Regions from separate parts of the Mus musculus genome. Here all the other regions are linked to region 1. Evidence: chromatin contacts called from public HiChIP or PLAC-seq, capture Hi-C and promoter capture Hi-C data. All regions are on one chromosome and are shown on one strand. The core of a region is the stretch at or near the end of the contact, and the rest is flanking DNA. Distances in the headings are between cores, read along the strand shown.

Evidence for each region. Promoter capture Hi-C pulls out the DNA fragments that hold promoters and counts their contacts. HiChIP or PLAC-seq counts read pairs in DNA pulled down with a chosen protein or histone mark. Capture Hi-C pulls out chosen DNA fragments and counts their contacts.
Region 2: a capture Hi-C map of embryonic stem cells shows a contact between it and region 1, with 3 times the contacts expected there. The contact joins two enhancer-like sites. A contact is called at or near these places in 1 of 115 datasets of contacts at active chromatin or transcription factors (embryonic stem cells) and 1 of 9 other capture datasets (embryonic stem cells).
Region 3: a promoter capture Hi-C map of embryonic stem cells shows a contact between it and region 1, with 2.8 times the contacts expected there. The contact joins the promoter of St3gal3 here to the enhancer-like site in region 1. A contact is called at or near these places in 10 of 39 promoter capture datasets (the 3T3-L1 cell line, 3T3-L1-derived adipocytes, the C10 cell line and 6 more), 1 of 484 Hi-C or Micro-C datasets (embryonic stem cells), 1 of 115 datasets of contacts at active chromatin or transcription factors (embryonic limb bud) and 1 of 9 other capture datasets (macrophages).
Region 4: an H3K27ac HiChIP or PLAC-seq map of embryonic stem cells shows a contact between it and region 1, with 3 times the contacts expected there. The contact joins the promoter of Artn here to the enhancer-like site in region 1. A contact is called at or near these places in 1 of 39 promoter capture datasets (hippocampal neurons) and 2 of 115 datasets of contacts at active chromatin or transcription factors (embryonic stem cells and pancreatic cancer cells).
Region 5: a promoter capture Hi-C map of embryonic stem cells shows a contact between it and region 1, with 4 times the contacts expected there. The contact joins the promoter of B4galt2 here to the enhancer-like site in region 1. A contact is called at or near these places in 14 of 39 promoter capture datasets (3T3-L1-derived adipocytes, the C10 cell line, the HPC-7 cell line and 8 more), 1 of 484 Hi-C or Micro-C datasets (CD4 T cells), 8 of 115 datasets of contacts at active chromatin or transcription factors (astrocytes, bone marrow-derived macrophages, embryonic forebrain and 3 more) and 2 of 9 other capture datasets (embryonic stem cells and liver).

Annotation. Positions count from the first base shown.
Region 1 is chr4:117,282,217-117,284,773 of GRCm38.p6, forward strand. All of the region lies in intron 8 of Rnf220 (ring finger protein 220), which reads right to left. Among named protein-coding and RNA genes, the nearest start is that of Gm12843, 5.9 kb to the right of the region's middle. Within about 2 kb of position 1,290, at least 55 of the 459 cell types and tissues checked have an H3K27ac peak or open chromatin away from gene starts, as enhancers often do. A contact at or near this core is called in embryonic stem cells and forebrain, where this site is marked.
Region 2 is chr4:118,228,316-118,230,872 of GRCm38.p6, forward strand. It overlaps Ptprf (protein tyrosine phosphatase, receptor type, F), which reads right to left. Exons shown (of 33, transcript NM_011213.2): 13 at 2,380-2,557. Among named protein-coding and RNA genes, the nearest start is that of Mir7226, 19 kb to the left of the region's middle. Within about 2 kb of position 1,281, at least 43 of the 459 cell types and tissues checked have an H3K27ac peak or open chromatin away from gene starts, as enhancers often do. A contact at or near this core is called in embryonic stem cells, where this site is marked.
Region 3 is chr4:118,133,670-118,136,226 of GRCm38.p6, forward strand. St3gal3 (ST3 beta-galactoside alpha-2,3-sialyltransferase 3) reads right to left here and starts at 1,277. Exons shown (of 12, transcript NM_009176.5): 1 at 721-1,277.
Region 4 is chr4:117,928,480-117,931,036 of GRCm38.p6, forward strand. Artn (artemin) reads right to left here and starts at 1,284. Exons shown (of 5, transcript NM_009711.4): 1 at 907-1,284; 2 at 540-773.
Region 5 is chr4:117,882,186-117,884,742 of GRCm38.p6, forward strand. It overlaps B4galt2 (UDP-Gal:betaGlcNAc beta 1,4- galactosyltransferase, polypeptide 2), which reads right to left and starts at 1,291. Exons shown (of 8, transcript NM_017377.5): 1 at 917-1,291. Atp6v0b (ATPase, H+ transporting, lysosomal V0 subunit B) reads right to left here. Exons shown (of 8, transcript NM_033617.3): 8 at 2,145-2,456. The coding sequence ends at 2,430. It overlaps Gm12841 (predicted gene 12841), which reads left to right and starts at 1,365. Exons shown (of 4, transcript NR_168719.1): 1 at 1,365-1,530.

The DNA of each region.
Region 1 (2,557 bases), core at 40-2,539:
AACAGCCACCTTATTTAAAACTAATCTTTTCCACATCCTTTTGAGCAGACTGATCCTTCTAGTTGTACTGAGTTCTGGCTTCCCCAAGTCTGGACAAGTGAATTCTTACTGGCAACCGATACAAGGGAGGACTTACAGCCCAGCACCCCACACCTCTAAGACAGAGGAGGTAGGGAATAAGAGGAAAATCGAGCCCTTACTCATTGGTCACATGGCTCCTTGAGGATGGAGGTCACATGGTCACAGTTATCCCAAGGCTGCCTCCCTTGTGGCCCATTTCTCTAGCCTGAAGACATCTCTTCTGCCTAGGTTTGGCAGAGTATCCCAGAAAAGCACCTTTTACCCTAATTGTTGTATCTTTAGATGAAGCACTGGGCCCTGGGTTCTGCCCATATGCAACACCACGAGCAGTGCAAAAGACCTGAGGTTTCAAGTGAGCAGGCGGCAGCGGAGTGCACAGCCCAGAGTGCTCTGAGACCCGAGGGTCAGACGAGCTGCTCTCTACAAGACTTTCCTCATTTCCCCAGGCTTTATTTCTGTTTCTTAATCTGTTTGTACTGGGAGGCAGAGGCAGATGAAACTCGAGTCTGAGGCCAGTGTGGTCTACACAGCGAGTTCCAGGTCAGCTGGGGTGACATAGTGAGATCTCCTCTCTAAATAAATAAGAATCTATTTGTAGACCGACCTCCCTCGACGTTCTCTTGCTCTCTTTTGTCCTGAGACATTGACCCTCCTTGTCATTAACCCCAGGCTCTCAAGCTCACAGCCTGTTCTTCTGAGCCAAGTGTCTTCACCATGACTCTTGCTAGACCACTGCCTAGATTACATTCAAGGCAGCCGGTCTGACCATGTAGGAAGCTCTGTTGAGGATGACGAGGGGACCCTAGTCTGGGAGGGGGGACAGAGGAATGAAGGGATGCAGGGACTTATCACAGTTCTTCAACTCTTTCATATCTAACAAGGACAGCAATCTCTGCTGTCAGCATGCACAGGACGGCTTAAATGGGCCTCGCTACTCTCCTGCTCATCCTGCCTCTGCCTCCCTCTCTGAAGTCGGCCGGGCAGCTTCTTCGGCTGGCGTTATCACTCCCTCTAACCGGTCTTGGCAGGCAATCTAATTCCTCCTGAAAAGGTCACCGCCATTTTAACTGCCTTTCAATCACATTAAGCAGGAGCTGCCCAGCTTGCGGCCCAGCCCGCCCGGCGGCGATCAATGCACTGCACTGACACCAGCAGCCTGGCAGGGCCACACCCAACCCCCCCCCCCAAGAGTTGGGCCTATTGGTCCTGGCCAGGGAGGGTCGGCTGACAGATGGCCAGCTTTTGCAGATGGGCTTCAGGGGCAGAGGCAGTCAGGATCAGCCAGGGCCTCTCTTTGATAGCCCCTCCCATTGAGGAGGCTCCACTTTCTGCCTCGTGGCCCCCGCTGATCTCGCTGTAAAACAGCCTTTCAAGTTAGCCTGTCTTTTGACTGCACTAAGCTGTTTAAGAGGCGGCAGCAGCTTCTATCAGGAAAGCTGGAGCAATTCTCTGCAGATAAAGGCCCCTCCGGCCCCATTCCCTCTTCAAGTCTCATTCTCGCTCTCCAAATCGCTCAAAGAAAAGCCCTCTTTGAACTCTCCTCAGGAATTCTTGAAAGGATCAACCTCGCAGTGTAAACACACCCAGAAAGATGATACCTACCCGAGGCCCGAGAGCCTCTGACACCCATCTGCTGGCACATCCCATGCAGAAATGGCTTTGCTTAAGCAGTGGGCCCTGTGCAGCCTGACCCATTCAGACACTCCAGGAGCCCAAGAGCCACAGGGTCCTGTTCCTTGCCAAGAAACCTAAGCAGCAGCTGCAGTTGGTGTGAACAGTTGCAACTGACAGCAGAGCTAATCTAGAACAGCCTTCCAGAACTGACTCAGCAAGACTGCCTTCTAAACCTGGTCACACACCCTAGCATCCATGTGCCTCATTCCTGGGCTCATGAGCGCCATCCTTCATTCTTGAGAGGCTTCAGACCTGCTAGAGCCCCAGGACAGAAATGCTCTGTGCAATGACAACTAAGGCTGCTTACCTAGGGGGTGGCAACAGTTTGGTTTAACCCTCCTGATTTACGCTCTGACTTGTCTTCAGACTGGTGGGCACCATGCAACAAGCTCAGAGGCACAGTGCCCATCTGCACTGGATGGCACTGCAGAGACTTGATCTCACCGGAGACCAGGTGTCATGGCTCTACGGAGGCAAAGGCCCTCCTTCGAGCCTGCTGAGAGATCCCCCAAAGACCACACACAGTGGCCATCTCAAGGGTGTTGCCCAGAAAAACAGGAGGCAGATGGGATGCAGCCTGGCTCTCTTAATGACCACAAACTGCAGTGCCAGCTGTGCTTTACACAGAAAGAGTTAGAAGCCAAGAAGCAGGTACCTCTTTCTCTTGCCCATGGTGACAGAGCTTGACAAGAGGACACTGACCCTGGGCACCTAACCAATTCTTCTGTCTCATCTAGGGAGCCAACCCTTGTCTCAGGAGCTAGGAAGGGAGCAGAGACGGGTAGGGCCCTGAAGACTCTTC
Region 2 (2,557 bases), core at 31-2,530, 950 kb after region 1:
TTTCAGCTGAGACACTAAATTAGAGTCACCTGAGCTGAGTGTCCTAGAACACAAGTGCTGGACTTACCGCTGGAGTGGGCCAAGAGTCAGGCTTGCCAGAGAGATAATAAAGGGTAAGTAGCCAGCTCAGAGCCTGGGCATTACCCCAAAGCCACAAGGAGACCCCACACCCCTGATTTCGATTCTACAGGTGCCTGGAGTCAAAATAGGAAAACTAGTTTCTTGGCTGGCAGTGGTAAATTCTAATGCCAGCGTGCACTGGTATGCTGGGTGAACAGGTATATGGAGTGAGGACTCTAATGTGAAGCCTTGTGGTCTTGAAACTAGGAGTTGGCTAGTGAGGGACAGGCCCTGTTTGGAGTCCTCTAGCCAGATCACCCTCATATAAGCTGGTCTGGCCTGTCCACTAGCCTGGTGCTGGAGTGGCCTGAGCTCCTGCTATTTGAGACAGTTCTGTCACAGTCTTTGCGACAGAATATAGAGAGGCTATAGAGTCCTGGAATTATCAGAGCGGGCTGGAACCAGGTCTAGTTAGGATTCCTTACTTGAGGGGAGCCCTGGTGTGAAGCTATCGCAGGTAGCCCCTCCTATGTCAGGTAGTGAGAGGAAAAAGACAGAGGGGTAGGTGGGAAAGGAAGAGGCTGTAAGAGGAGTAGGGAGAGGAGAGAAGGAAAAGGGGATGGAGAGTAGCTAGACTAAACTCCTACAGTGAGAGAAAAGACAAAAGGAAGGGACAAAAAGGGGGCGGAGGGTGGCGAGTCTCATCTAGAGGGAGCACAGGGGAGGCAGGCTGGGCTATGCACATCTGGTGGGGATACACACCACATGCTTCTTTCTGATCTTACTGGGGCCCAGGGCTGCACAGATGGTTCTATTGGGTGGATAAGGGCAGGCTGGGGTGTCCTTGAAAAGAGTCACACAGGGGATACCTAGGCCCTGGGGCCAGGCTGGATAAGTGCACCATCTGGTCTCCCACTGGCCCAAAGCAGAATGACAAAGTCCCAGGGGGTGGAAGGCTACAAGGGCAGGCCTTGTCTTCCGTGGCCTCCCTGGAGCCTGCTTGGGCATATTCCTTGTAAAGAACACAAATATGGGGACAATGTCCCTGGTCTTATTACCCAACCCCCTTCAAACTCTTGGGGACCAGCACACAAAAGTACTCGAAGTGACTTTCCTGAAACCACAGAGGCTGCAGCTGTGGCGCCAGACTCCTAGGATGGGAGGGGCTGGATGGAGTCATTCTCTGGATGTTTCTGAGCGGGTGTGTCTGCTGAGACTTTGTGAGGAGCCCTCAACCTGCCCCAGGAATGCAGGCTGATGAACACACCCACCTCCCCCACCCTTGGGTCCTTCAGCATAGACAGGTTGGGAGAAGAAAGAGGGTACCCTCTGGGTAGAAAAGAATTTTGGCTCAGAGGGTGGAGCTTAGCCAAAGGTATGAAAGCAGTTTGTCTGTGTGGGGGTTCATCCCTCAGCACAGCCTGCAGAATATGGGGTTCCCACTTGGTTGGGGAGGGAATCTAGGATCTTTCTGTTGGGACTTGAAGCTGGCCCAAGAATCATCAGGACCTGGTTCTAGACAGGGAGACCAAGGACAGACAACACAGTTTTTCCTATACTTGATTAGTCCTTTCCCAGGGTAGAGACTTGGTTCCTCTCCAATCCCTGCCACCTACATGCTGGCTCATTCTGGCCACACATATAATCTCACAGTATTCGGTGCTCCTTGATGGACTAGCAAGGTGGGGGTCAGAATACTGACCTCACTGTAAGCCTGTGGGCAGATGCCCCAGGAAGACAGAAGCTTCCAACAGAAAAGGGCTGGCAGGTCCAGCCCTGGAGAGAAACACTCAGGTCAAGAGCAGAGTGACACTCAGGTCATTATTTGCAGAGCTTTGCCTCAGTCACTGGCTTGAGGCCATGGAGGATGGAGAAAAGTCTTGTCTGCCCCTGGCTGTGCAGTCCAGGTGATGCTAAGAACAGTATTGCCTGGGACAGCAGTTCAGCTCAAAGCCACAGCAAATGTGCTTTCTGCAAACCACAAGGATGAAGCCAGTGTGCTGTGCAAGGAGCCTGGGGGTCTTTGGGAGCAGCCCCGTGAGCACTGGCAACTAAGACTGCTACCTGGGTGGAGGGGGTAGCAGGACCTAGGTTAGCACAGCTTAACAATCCTAACAGAAGAACAAAGTCTCTGGAACATGAGCCTCACCTCCCGATCTCAATAACTCCTGCCCAGACAGTCCAAGGCAGCTCCAATGACCATAAAAGGCATAACCACCTCTGAGGGCAGGCATTGGAGGGACAAATCTGGGCTCTAGGGGGTCACTGTGACACACTGGTCACTGTTTACCCTGCCACCTAGCACCGTCAATGACATACCTGAGCCTCAGCCAGCATGACATCCTGGATGATGGGTTGGCCTCGGGGCTCACCATTCTCCAACCGCACATAGGTGACCTGGTAGCCACGAATCTGTCCGTGCTGCTTGTTGGGGACGGGCAGCTTCCAGGAGACATGCACAGCAGTGGAGTTCAGAGGCTCAACCTCTACCTTCCGT
Region 3 (2,557 bases), core at 27-2,526, 850 kb after region 1:
AACCAACACCACTTTATATTTCAAAATGTCTGTTATTTTAGGAGACTATATGAAACTCCCATCTGGTCATAAGGTTTTACTCCAATTTTTAATCCTCCAATCTTTCTTCTTTTCCTTTCTTCAGTCTTTTGAGACTGGGTCTTGCTATGTGGCTCTTGTTGACACGGTTTTATTATTCTATGTAGCCCAGGCTGGCCTCTGAAGCAATCCTCCTGCTTCAGCTTCTGAGTGCTATTACAGGTGTGCACCTACTACCCCGGGATCCAATTCCTCTGAGTCTTTAATTGAAAGTTTAGGGACACAAGTGGAATTGTCATGATGTCTACTGTGCTACATGTCAGGAACCTAACTCTAACTCGTGGCTTTTCCTTCCTTCTCAGCCCATTATCTATAGTGCTAATAATTCAAAGGACCTCAGAGAAATGTGTTAAGCACTCTTTGCTTTCTGGGATAGCAGCCGGCTCCCTTCATCGGTCACTCCCTAGGTTAATTACAGTGACTCAGTTTTACCACCTCCCCGTACTCTAGAGAAACAGACAAAAATTAAATTTATTGAGGAATCATAAAAATGGGTGCTACTGTAAAAAGGAGTCTAAACACATCTGTGGGACATCCGCCTAACCAAATCTACCGTCCTCACTAAGCTTTTCTCTCGCAAACAAGACCACTGAGAAGACAATGAGGAAGCACTCCAGAAGAAAGGGTAGCGAGAAGACGTACTTTGATAAACTGACCCGGTCGCTCCGAGGAGGATCTGGCCCCGGGGAAGGCAGAGATGACAACCGCTACTCTTGGTGACTCCCGCTAGGCTTTCCCCGGACTTTCTTGCGCTTGTCCCACAGCGGGTCCCGGGTGACCGTGACCCTCCTTTGCGCTCAGACTCGCGCGCCTGGGACACTGCACACAGGTGACCTCGGCGCGCTCGGCCCGGCTCGCGCGGCCCTCTGGCAGGCCTGGCCCCCACCCGGGCCCGGGCTTTGGTCCCCAGCGCGGCTCGGGCCGGTCTGGCCGGGGGAGGGGCGCGGCGGCCGAGAGCTGCTTCGGGGACGCAGGGCAGGCCTTACCGCAGCAGAGAGGGAGGCCGGGGGCGGGTGGCGCCAGGGCGCACGCAGAGCGCGGAGGCAATTGCAGCGCGAATAGCGGGGACAGCCGAGGGGACCCCAGAGGGAGCCCAGGACGCGGCAAGCTGCACGGGCGCCGCCATGGTGGGGACGCAGCGGCGGGACCACCAATCCTGCGGTCCGCCTCGGCGGCCGCGCCGGGGGTCGGGCATCAGCAGCCAATGGGAGCACCGGAACCGGGCGGGGCGCCAGGCAGGCCAATGCGAGGCTTCGCCGCAGGGTTGGGCGGGCCCGGACCCCGGAGACCCAATGGAAGCCAGAGGCCGAATCCATCCCCTCCCCATCCCCGGGCTATAGCTGGGGCTTGGGAGGAGCGCTGCGTGGAGCTGCGGTGCGTGGGGCTGCCCGGCTGCGGTCAGGTTTCCTCTGCTTCCCAGAGGAAGTCTTCTGTCCCTACTTCACCACTCTGCTGTCAGCCCCTGACGCTGGTGGTAACCTCTAGAACGCCTTCTGAAGCCCTATCCAATCCCGTGAGGGTAAGAGGCCTGCTAAGTTCAGGCGTGACCTCGAAGAAAGGTCGCAGATAGGCCACAAAGCCACCCCACATACCCAGTTCAGGAGGTCGCGCCCTCATTCTGCAGCGGAGTGCATTATCCTAAGGCAGAATTTAATACAGAATTTTCCCAAAGAGGAGGTGGGGACATAACTTGGCACTCTCAGATGCCAATCTTATACAAGGTATACAAGACATAAGTTTCTGCTTTGGCAAAAAGCTGAAGTGCAGTCTTTGGCTGTGGTGGGTCATGAACCCAGACTAGACTACACTGGCCAGGAAGTGCCTAAGGCAGACCCAACTTTGAAGTTGAGCAAGTTTAAAGCCCCAGGCCATCCCCAGCACCAGAAAAAAAAAAAAAAACAAAAACAAAACCACAGGCCAGTTTTATGAGACTTGGGAAAGTCCCATAGCTTTTTATGAACTGGGAATTTTCTTATAATAGGCCAAAAATATTTTTGAATGGTTGACTTAACTAATCATGGTAGTGGTGGTACGTACTTAACTACTCTCTAAACTGAAGCAGGATTAAACATTCAACAACTTTGTGGGTCTCAGTATCTTTGGGTTTTGTTTTGGTTTATTTTGTTTTTGTTTTAGTGTCTGCATGAATGTATGTCCCAGTGCCTGTGTATCCCAGAAGGCCTCATAGCCCCTGGAACTAGAGTTACAGACAGTTGCAAGCCACCAAGTGGACAGTGACAACTGAACCTGGGTTCCCCAGAAAAGTATTCTTAAGGGCTAAACTATCTCTCCATCCCACAGTGGGCTCTTCTTAGGGACAAAAAAGTAGAGAGGGCTGTCGGGTATAGCTTGGCAGTAGTACGTTTGCCTCAAACATTCAAAGGCTTGAATTCAATCCTCAACTCCCATAGAGCTGGGATTACACCAGGCACGAGATTATCCGGTCCTTTAGCAAGGCTGAGGTAATGAGACTCATGGG
Region 4 (2,557 bases), core at 34-2,533, 650 kb after region 1:
AACCACTCCGAGATCCGGCCCAAGCCTGGACCATCTGCCTCCTGTGGATCTGGCCCCCTAGCCTTGCTCCTAGGAGTTTCCCCCATAAACCATCCTTCCTGACCCCAGCCCGCACCTCCAGTCTTTGTGAACCACTGCTCTTGGACCCCTAGAACTTTTAAGAATTCTCATTAGTTAGTCTCTTCTTGGGTCCCAGATGTAACCCTCCATCCTTTTGCTGGCACACAGAATACATGGAGAGGGGGAGCGACATATGATGACTCCAGGATAAGACACACACCTCCCAGGCCTTTATCTAGTTCCTCCAGAGCTAGGCGTGTGCCCGTTGGCTAACTAGATTAAAATCCCTAGAGACCAGACTGGCTACTATTCTCTCAGATGGAGGGAAAGTCAGACAAGGCAGCCCTGGGATATCTGCGCTAGGGGGAGCCTAGGAGCAAGTCCCTCGAGGACAGCTCTGACCAATTTCTCCTTTCTTACCATTTGGGATATTTGGTCCTCCAGCCCTTGCCACCCCTATCCACCAGCCCTATACTCACCAAAGGGGTCCTGGTCCGTGTCCTTCTAGGCGCCTCTCCTGGGACCAGTGCTGGGCTTTCCCCCGAAGCTCAAGTGGATCATGCCCAGAGTTGTGCACCTGGCAGCGCCTCTTTTAGTTAAAAGTGGGGCCTTGGCAGCCGGTCTGTGCCCTGTGGCGGCAGCGGGAGCCTCACATTACAGCCAGCCAGGAGGGTTAACACAGTCCAAGAAGCTAGCGACAAGAACTGGAGGGGCTGGGAGGGGCAAAGAGCTGCGCTGAGGGCCCAGAAGAGAGAGGCTGAGAGAAAAGTGGGGAGGAAGACCTTTCTGCCCTTTCTCCTGCCCTTTGAGCGTCCATCAAGGGGATGGGCAAGAAGGCTGGCTTACCTTGGGTGCAGGGCTCCAAGCCCCAGTCGCAGCGAGGGCTGGGGCCCGAGGGACTTGTTGCTGGCAGAGCCCGCGGGCCGCATCTGGGGGCCGAGCCCAACTCCATCCCTCAGCAGCCTCCTGCCCGCCGCCGTCCGGTGTCAAATTCCAGCCCCGGCGTCACCAGATCCCGGGGTGGGGCCCAGAGCGCCCCCGCCCCGCCCCACCTTTCAGGGCTCACCTGGCCGCTCCACCCTCCGGATCCGGTCCCCGCTGGCTAGGCTAGGTCCCTCTAGGTGGGGGCTAGACATTTGGAGAAGACCCCAGGAGGCAGAGTAGAGATCGCGGGCTGCAGCGAGACGCTGAAACTGGGAATTCGAAGTTGGTAGTCAAGCAAAGTAGGGAACTGGGAGGCCTGGCCGAGGGCGGGAGAGCGCGAGGGAGGGCGGCGAAGGAGGGGCAGCCTGAAGGAGAGTTCCAACTTGGGCTGCGCAGACATGGGGGTTCTGGCTAGCTACTCTGTATCCTCAAGTGGTGACTCCGGGACCCTCAGAAGGTTCAGCTGCCTCGGAGCGACAGGGCTCTGCGTTGGGCTCCCACGGTCCAAGGATACCCTGTTTGCTCAGTTTTAGGGTCGGGGCCTCAGAGGGACTCGCGCACATCCAGTGAAGGCAGTGAATGATTGTGTGTGTGTTGGGGGTGGGGGGTGGGTGCGACCAGGGATGAAGAATCAGAGGACCTCAGAGTATTGAACTGGAGTCTGAGATGCGATGAGGCAATTTGGCAGGTGTCTGGAGGTTGGTTGATGGCCATGATCAGAATTGTTCTACCAACTAGTCTGGAGTTCATCACGAAGATGCTGGAAACTACTGACCTAGTCTGAGTGTGGTCATTTTCGTTGAATGCCTGCACTGGAGAGAGTGTGGTTTTGAGACAAGCAAGACAGAAGAGGGATGCAGGCTGCTGGGGACAATAAGATAAACCCTGAGCAGGGTTGTGGGGAGTTGGGGGTTCCAGGACCCAATCCCCTACATTCCTTTTTGCCTGATTGGACAAAGTGAGGTGGTAAAATTCTAGGAACTGGCTTTCCCTAGGAGAGGGTCAGATGTGGGGTTGGCGGTTGGGGGAGGGGGACATGTGAAACCAGTGTTGGACATGCTGAATTAGAAGGGTCTGTGGACTCTCCTGCTAGAAATGCCCCAGAAGCAGCTAAATTTGTAGCCGGGAGTAAAGTGAAGGCAGTTGGGCTAATGATGACAACTTGGTATTTGCCAACCAATACGTGCAAAAACAGATGCTGAGAGTGGGGAAGGGTACCCAGTGCATGGACCCGATGTGCCCTGATCATGTACCAGCACCTCTGTGGACCTTGAAGAACTACCCATGGGGCTGGAGAGACAGCTCAGTGGGTAAGAGCACTGAACTGCTCTCCCCAAGGTCCTTAGTTCAATTCCCAGCAACCACATGGTGGCTCACAACCATCTGTAATGGGATCTGATGCCCTCTTCTGGTGTATCTGAAGAGAGCAATGGTGTACTCATATATATATATAATAAATCTTAAAAGGAGAAGGAGGAGGAGGGGGAGGGGGAGGGGGAGGAGGAGAAGGAGGAGGAGGAGGAGGAGAAAGAATGGAAGAAAGGAAGAAAAGAACTACCCACATCTACCCACA
Region 5 (2,557 bases), core at 41-2,540, 600 kb after region 1:
TTGAGCACTCAGGTCCCAACAGCAAGCAGGCCTAGCCAACTAGGACCAGGCTGAGAAGGAGCCTTCAGCACTCAAGAGTGCCCTCCACCCAAAAAGGAGAGATGTTTAAACAGGTCCTTCCCACTGGAACAAGGGGCAAGAGCATACCCCGTGGGGCAAGCAATAGAGAGCCCCTCACCTAAGATTTCAGGCTAGCTAGCTAGCTCTGGAGCCTGATTAGCAAAGCTAGTTCTGATTCCTGAAATGGGGTACACTTGGACCCTAGAGGAGTAAAGTTCATACACTGGCAGAGGTGGTGGGGGCTGGGGGTGCCCTTGCTCGAACCAGGTCTCCCCTGTAGTTCCAAAAGGTCAAAAAATACTTCTGGCCATGCTCCTGAGAGCAGAATATCTCAAACAGTCACAAAATCACATAGACTGCTTTAGTACCAGCAGTCGGCATCCACACTCAAGGGACACACAGAGACCTACATATAGAGCTAGACACACTTGGGGTGACAGTAACATACGGAGCCACATATATCAACAAACCGCGGCTCGGACTTATACAAGCGTAGCCATACACCCAGACCCACGTGCAAGTATTCCCAACCCCTCCCTCCAGGGCAGGGGCTCTGGGTCAGGCTAGCCACCAAACTGAGGGGTGCGTCTGGGCGGGGCTGGGAGGCTGAACACGTGGCACCTCGGGACGGGGGAGGCAGTAGGACAGGTGGGTGTGGAGCCCTGGGGAGGGGTGCATGCAGTGGGGGATGTGGAAGTGGGGCCGGGGCCGAGCGCCTCTGCGAGACACAAGGCCGGGGCGAGCGAGGACAATGAGGGAGGCCGGATGGGGGCGGACGCCGGAGCCCAGGAGGCTAGCGGGATGGGGGTAGGGTGGGGTGCAGCCAGGCCGGGGGCAGCGCCGGTGCCTCGCTCACCGGGTCCTGGGCTGGGATCTGTGACGGCGCGCGGGCGGCCCCCTAGCCGGGCCGGGTCTGGAATGTCGGGGCCCTGGGTGGGGGGCCGCGCGCGCCCTCCTCTCTCGCAGCGCTCGGGGCTCAGCAGGGGGCGCCGCTCCAGCTCGGGTAGGGATCCCGGCTCCAGCAGCTGTGGACGGCTCTGTCCCCCATGGCCCGGCCCCACCGCCCGGTCAGCGGTCCCCGAGGCTCCGGGGCCACCTCCCGCCGCCGCCGCGGGCCATGGAGCCGAGCCGCCCCGGGAGGCAGGGCGGGGCCCGGCAGACCCACGGACCGGCGGACCGACGGACCACTGCGCTGCCGCCTCCCTCCCGCGCTACGGCTCCTCGGAGGGGCAGGCCAGGCCGGCGCGCCCGCGCGCGCGCCCCCGCGGCCCCCGCCTCCAGTGCGCCCGCACGCGCCGCGCGCCGCTCCGCCGCCCGCCCCTGCCGTTGGCCCTGCGCGGCCCAGCCAGCGGGGAGGTGCGTTTGCGGATGCCTGAGACCCAGGAAGGACGCAGGAATCCATCAGGTTCCTCCATCAGCTTGCTTTAGGGATGGGAAGAGACCAGGAGCCGGATGGCTAAGGCCCTTCAGGTATTTGGGACGGGGTCTGGATAGTGGGCAATTCAGAGGGTTAGGGCCTTGCCAACTCTTTCCTGGGAGCATGAGTCAAGGTCAGCCAACCAGGGCTGCCTGCTGGGTAAGACCCCTAAAGGTGTTGACTGAAAAGGACTTATTAGGTAAAAGCAGGTTGGGTAAGATTTAGGGTGGTGTTGGAATCAAGAATTGTATAGGAATAGGCGGAGCTGAACAAGGCCCTAGGAACTAAGACCATAGAAGAGGTTTCTGGAAGGGTTAGGTGTTCATACTGGACTATCAAATGTAAAACACTGTTCTCCAGGAAAATCCAGGTGCGGGGAGTTTCAGGAGTATAGCGACAGAGAGGAGAATTAGCTGTAGTGAGTTTGGGTCTAGTGCACAGGGGTCCAAAGACATAGGGCTAGGAGGATCTCAGAGCCCAGACTCTTCAATGAAGAGGTGCCAGCATTACAGCCAGCCTAGCACCCTGATCTGCCACCCAGGAGCCAGCAAGGTCCAGAGCAGAGATGATGTGTAGACAGAAAGTTACAGGAGGTTGGAGTGAGTGAACAGGTCCTCCCCTTCCTTTGTGAAAGGTGTCGCAAGGGGCCAACAGAAGCCTCACTGACTGGGACAAATACCAAGTTTATTTCACAAACACTAGGAAGATGGGCTGGATGGGGGTTGAGGGGGGCACAGGTGCACAGCTGTACACAGTCACCATCAGCAGCCCACTCCCCACACTGGGGTTCAGTCTGGACTGCAATGCCTCCAGAGTCAACAGGCAGCAAGAGGTGAGTGCAGGGGAGACCCTGAACACCAAGCCCCAGAAAGGCTGAGGGACACAGCTCCAGCTGTCCCAGGAAAACCAGCAATAAATAACAGTAGGGCACGGCCCCACCCATACAGGTCATCTAGTCACCCATCTTCACTCTGGAGGTCTGCAAAGGAAAAACAGGACAAATCAGGCAGGGACAGTGACCAGTGACAAGACCAGAACCAGCAGGCCAGTGGGTGGACAGACGGACAGACACACTATGAC